2 separate regions of the Oryctolagus cuniculus genome follow, and region 1 is linked to region 2. The links are chromatin contacts, called in public Hi-C maps. All regions are on one chromosome and are shown on one strand. The core of a region is the stretch at or near the end of the contact, and the rest is flanking DNA. Distances in the headings are between cores, read along the strand shown.

The links. Hi-C and Micro-C count contacts between places; a contact is called where the count stands out from the background.
Region 1: a Hi-C map of an unstated tissue shows a contact between it and region 2, with 2.4 times the contacts expected there. The contact joins the promoter of NFATC1 here to the promoter of CTDP1 in region 2. A contact is called at or near these places in 2 of 6 Hi-C or Micro-C datasets (ear pinna and an unstated tissue).

What each region holds. Positions count from the first base shown.
Region 1 is chr10:656,550-659,249 of mOryCun1.1, forward strand. It overlaps NFATC1 (nuclear factor of activated T cells 1), which reads right to left and starts at 1,356. Exons shown (of 10, transcript XM_070049841.1): 1 at 958-1,356. The coding sequence starts at 1,084.
Region 2 is chr10:475,409-478,108 of mOryCun1.1, forward strand. It overlaps CTDP1 (CTD phosphatase subunit 1), which reads right to left and starts at 1,410. Exons shown (of 12, transcript XM_051840466.2): 1 at 961-1,410. The coding sequence starts at 1,271. It overlaps LOC138843936 (a long non-coding RNA gene), which reads left to right and starts at 1,716. Exons shown (of 2, transcript XR_011379148.1): 1 at 1,716-2,700.

The DNA of each region.
Region 1 (2,700 bases), core at 106-2,605, 180 kb after region 2:
CGGCGCGGGGGACCGTGCGGGGTCTGAGTGAGCGGGTCTGGGGGCCTCCAGACCCGGGAGCCGCCGCACGTGTGCCGGCGCCGGGCAGGAAACCACAGCGCCTGTCGGAGGCTGGCGGCCTGTCTCCGACTCCAGAGCGCTCGCCACGCGTTGGCACGCTTGCCAGCTTTAAAAAAGTTAACTTCAGCGAAACGCTCCCGGCCGGACGGGATTCCGAGCAGGGTCTCTCGCCTGGACCCCCCCCACCCCCACACACACACCGGGAGCCACCCGCGGGCGCACGGGGCCAGGGCTGCAAGGCTGCTCCGCAGCGGGGCGCCGAGCGCAGGTCGCCACCGCCGAGTCTTCTCGCGCCAAGCCGGCAGCTCGGCACCGGCGGTCCGCTTTCAAACTTTCGGAGACGTTCCGACCTCGGCCGCACGCCCTGATCCGGCCCAGGCCCGGAGGCTGGAATCGGGGGTCGTGTTCGGACCCCGGGCGCCTGCGCCTGGAGCTGCGCAAGAGCGCGGGGGCGCGGGACGCCAGGACCCCGGCCGCGCGGCTGCTCGAAGCAGCGGGGCAGCCTTCCCATCCTAGGAAGCCCCCCCCCCCCCCGCGCGCGGCTTCCCCTGCGGTGCTGACGGCGCTAACCTCGCCCCGTCCCCAAGTCGCTCGCGCTGCAGCTGGGTTTCCGCCGCCGGGATCCGCGGCGAGGTCGCCCCAGAGGAGGCCAAGTCGGCGCACTCAGAGCCAGCCAGAGGAGACAAGAAGGCGCGCTCCGGGAAACACCAGGGGACCCGGCCTCCGGCCCGGGCAACTCCACGGGAGCTCAACGCCGCCGGCCCGGCTGCCCCGGGGGCCGGGACCCGCGCAGCGGGCGGGCGGGGCGCGGGGGCCCGGGGAGCTGCGACGGGGGCGGGGGCCCGGCTCGAGGGGAGTCCCGGGGCGCGCAGGGGGCGGCGGCCGCGCGGGGCTTACCTTCCTCTGCCGACTTCATGGTGCCGCGGGCGGGCAGCGCGAGCCCCAAAGTTTCCCCGCTGCCGCAGACCGCAGCCGGAGGGCCGAGTGGAAACTTGGAAGGCACTGGGAAGCTGGTACTTGGCATCCACGCGGCGGCGGCGAGAGCGGCCGAGGGGAGCAGGGGCGGGCGCCCCGCGCCCCCCGGGCCGGCGCCGGGGAAGCGGGACCTGGGCCCCGGCGGACGCGCGCGAGGGCGCCCCGCACCGCGCGCCACGGAAAGACGTGGCGGTTTGCGCGCGGCAGGCCGGCCGCGGCCGGGGAACCCGAGCGCGGTGGCGGGGCTCGGAGGCGTGCGCCGCGCCCGGTGCGCGCTCGGCGGGTGCAGCGCCCGCGAGTCCGAGGCTGGGAGGCTCCTCTGACGCAGGGCCGCGCTCTGCCTCCTGCCTTTTTAAAGCTGGAAAACACCTCCCCCGCCTCCCCGCCGCTCCCGCGCCCCCTCCCTGCCGTGACATCACGCCCCTGCCCGCCCGAGCCGGCGCGGGGCCCGGGGGACGAGTCGCCAGCGCCGCCCTCCCCGCGCGGCGGCCGCAGCTCGCCGGCCCGCGACGGGGGCGCCCGGGAGAGGCCAGGGGCGCGCGACTGGGGGCTCCGGGGGGCGGCGGGCGGGCGAGCGCAGAGCCGCGCGGTGGAGCGAGCGCGGGGGCAGGGGTGCCCCGGCGGCGGAGGGGAGCGAGGGGAACCCGGGCCGCGCCGGACGCGGGGGTCCTCTCCGGGGACCTGGGAGAGCCACGCTGGGCTCCCGGGAGGGGGCGGGGGCGGGGCGGGCGGGAGCGAGCCCCGCATGCTGAAGTCATTATGTAAAATCGCAGGCTTCCCCCGCTGTGGAAATTTGGAAAAGCGCTTCCCCTGGCAGGCTCGGGAAGGAAATTCCCGTCCCGCTAAATTACTAACAGATTGCGCGGCGTCCCGGGACGGGGACGTGGGGCGGTGTCGCCGCGTCCTGAGCGCCGGCCGCGTTTCGGGGGAGGTCGAGGCAGCGGCGTCCCCGGCCGCGGCCCCCAGGCTGCCCTCGCCTCCCCGGGGGCCGAGGGGTGTCTGGGCAGCGGCCGGCGGGCGGGCGGAGCCCGGAGACCTCCGCGCGCGCCTCCCGTTGCGCTCTGCGCTCTGCGCGCCGCTGCCTGGCGGCCAGGACGGGGCCGCGGTCTCTCGCCGGCCGGAGGAGGGCGGGCGGCGGGGTGGGGGCGGATGGGTGAGAGTCGCGGCGGCTGCGACGTCGGGATCCCGGGGTCATAAATCTGCCGCCCCACACCCGTGTGCGATAAAAATAACCCCCAAGCGGACCGAGTGTGCGCCGCGGGGCCCTGGAACTGCAGAAGGCGCGCGGGGGTCGTGTGCCCGGGGACGCCCCCAGGCTCCGCTCCCCGGACCTCGGGAAATGCGAAAGGCGACCGGCGCGACGTTCAGCCCCAGCGGTGGCGGCGCTCGCCGACCGGGTGCGGACCCGAGTGACACCAGGGTACACGGAGCTGCGGGTCAGAGCTGGCGCCTGTCCGGCAGTGCGGGCCCCCGGCGGAACCACGGCCGCTTCTTTTCCAACCGGGTCGCAGCCCAGTTGCGGCGGGGAACCCGCCGCCCCCGGGGACCGCCGAGCCTGGGCCGTGCCGGGCGCTCTCCGGGCGCCGTCACCTGCAGACCCTGCGCGTCCCCTGGAGAGGAGGGTGCGTGGGGAGGGGGAGGACCCCGGGGGTGCACAGGTGGGGG
Region 2 (2,700 bases), core at 160-2,659:
GCCACGGAGCTGGGGGCTGACGCTCACCACCGTCCCTGTCCTACACCCAGAGCCAAGGACACCTGGGCCCACGGCCCCGCGGGCGCCACGGAGCTGGGGGCTGACGCTCACCACCGCCCCTGTCCTACACCCAGAGCCAAGGACACCTGGGCCCAGGCTTGGCGGCGGCCACATCTGAACTGCGGGACCAGAAGTCTTTCAGATTTGGGAATTTTTTGGATTTCGAAACAAAGTGTCTGACTCGGAGCCCGCATGGCCAGCGCTCAGCCTGCGACTCTGGACCACAGACACCAGAACCCACCCGCGGGGCAAGCACAGGAACCGCTGGGGGCCGTCTGCCCACAGCGCACAGAGGCAGAAAACCACAGGTGCACACCGCGGGGCGCCGCACCAAGTCCTCGAGGCGTGGGGCTCGCTCCGGACAAGCGGCTCGGAAGGGCCAGGGGACGCTCACGACACCCTGCTCGCAGCTGGACACGGCCCAGGGCTCCGCCCCCGGCTTGGGGGCCTGGGGATCGGCGGGCTCCGCGTCCCCGGAGTCCACCTGGTCTGTGAAGAGGCCGGGCCCCGCGGGGACAGCTCCCGGGACCCTGAGACGGGGTCCAGCCAGGAAGCCCTACGGCTGACCGCTCAGACGGACGCACGGGCCGGTCTCGCGCGCTGGTGAGCAGGCGTGAAGACGCGGCTTCCACGCTAATCGGCTGCGGACCACGGCGGCGCTGGACGTCGCCCGCACCCAGGGCTCACGGCCCCGCGGAGCGCCCAGCCCGCCGCCTCCCTTCCCGGCTCCCGGGCCCAGGCTGCTGCCCAAGGCGCGGCGCGAGCTCGGCGGCAGCACCCAGAGCCGCGGGCGCCCGCCTCTCAGCGCGCGGTGTGCGGAGGCTGCAGAGGCGCCGCGCGGCTCGCGAGCTGCTCCCGGCCGCCGAGCGGGCGTCAGAGAACGCGCGGAACCGCACTCACCCGGGGGCCAGCACCTGGCCCGGCTGCGCGCACAGCTCCCGCACCACGCCAGCGCGCTCCGACCGCAGCCTGCGCTCAGCCCGCGCCGTGCGCACGCAGCTCCCCGAGGCGCGGGCCGGGGCGCCCCCGGCGGGCTGCGCGGAGGCGGCGGTCTCGCACACGGCCAGCACCGAGCCGATGCGCACCGCCGCGCCCGCCGCCACCTTCCACTCGAGCAGGCGGAGCGGCGCGGGGCCCGGGCAGCGCACCTCGGCCACGGCGGCCGCCGGGGCGCCCTCGGCGGGGCCGCGGGCCACGGCCGGCGCCTCCATCGCGGCGCAGCGCGCTCAGGGCACACAGCTCATCGCGGGCGGCCCGGCCGGGCAGCGCCGCAGTTCCCGCTCCAGCACCGGCTTCCACCCGCCGCTCGGCCCGCGCCGAGTTCCGGGAGGACGCGCTGACGTCACGCGAAAGCGGGACGCACGGCGTGCGTGCGTAAACACGGGCCACGCGCGGCCTCCGAGCGGACGTGCGGCTCCCTGGCGCGCCGACGGGCTTCGCGCGGCGACGGGCCCCGGCGTCAGCCTCCCTCAGGCGGGGCCGGCAGCCCGCTGCCCTCCGACCGCGCCAGAGACTCCCGGCACCGCCGCCCTCGAGTACGCCCGCGCCGCGCGAGTCCCAGCGCGGGACTACGATTCCCGGCGTGCACAGCGGAGCGCGTTCCTCAACTCCCGTCGAACACCTGTAGCCTACAAGTCCCGGCACGCAACGCGCATCGCGGCCGTCAACTCCCGTAGCGCGCCCTGAGCCCTAACGTCAAGAGACTACGACTCCCGGCATGCAACGCATGCCGGCGGCCATCAAGTCCCGTGGCGCACCGCGTGTCCTAACGTCAAGAGACTACGGCTCCCGGCATGCAATGCAGACCGCTCCCACAATACCAGTCGCCGGCCCCTGGCCAAGCGACTACGAGTCCCGGCATGCCGAGCGCGCCGCGGCCCGGGTAGCCGCCCCGTCCCCGAACGCCCCGCCCCCGGGCGCCAGGTCCCTTCCTCCGCTCATCTTGGCCCTCGGCCGTCCCCGGAGCCACGGGGCGGGACTGGGTGCTCCAGCGCTGTGCGGGCGCGCCCCGGAGGTGCTGGGCGGGCGGGGTGGCCGTCACGGCCGAGGGCGTCCGCGCCGCCGCGTCTCGCTCTCTGCTGGCCGGAGCCTCGCGCCCCCGAGCTGCCGGTCAGATCGCGCCGGGGCTGACGGCCGGGCCCTCTCGGACTCCGGGCGGCCGCCGGCGCTCGCTCCCGTGCGCGTTCCCGCCCTTTCTGGAGCCGCGTGGCCGGGCCGTCGTGGGGCGCAGCCGCCGGCCACTGCCGGGCCTCGTGGCCTTCGCCGGAGAGCGCTCCCCGGCGGTCCCGTGGCGGCGACGCCGTGGCCTCTCCGGCCTTTCAGCCGAGCCGCCGCGGGGGCCCGGACGTGGGCGGCGTGGACGCCGCGGCGCGTGGCGAGGCTGAGCCGCGGGGTGCGGGGCCAGGACCGCGGCGCTGTCCCAGGGACGCGGGTGCCACCGGGGACTCTAGATTGTTCTTGCTAGCTGCAGGTGCTGAGTGCTGGGTCCGGCAGGGGGCGGGGAGCGTGGGTTTGACCCGCGCGCGCGCGGGCCGGCTGGCTTGAAGTCGGCTGCAGCGCGTCCCGCGTGGAACACGCGTCTTCTCGCGGTGCGCCCCGGCGCTGGGCCCAGGCGGCCACCCCGCGAGTCTGCGGAGGGGC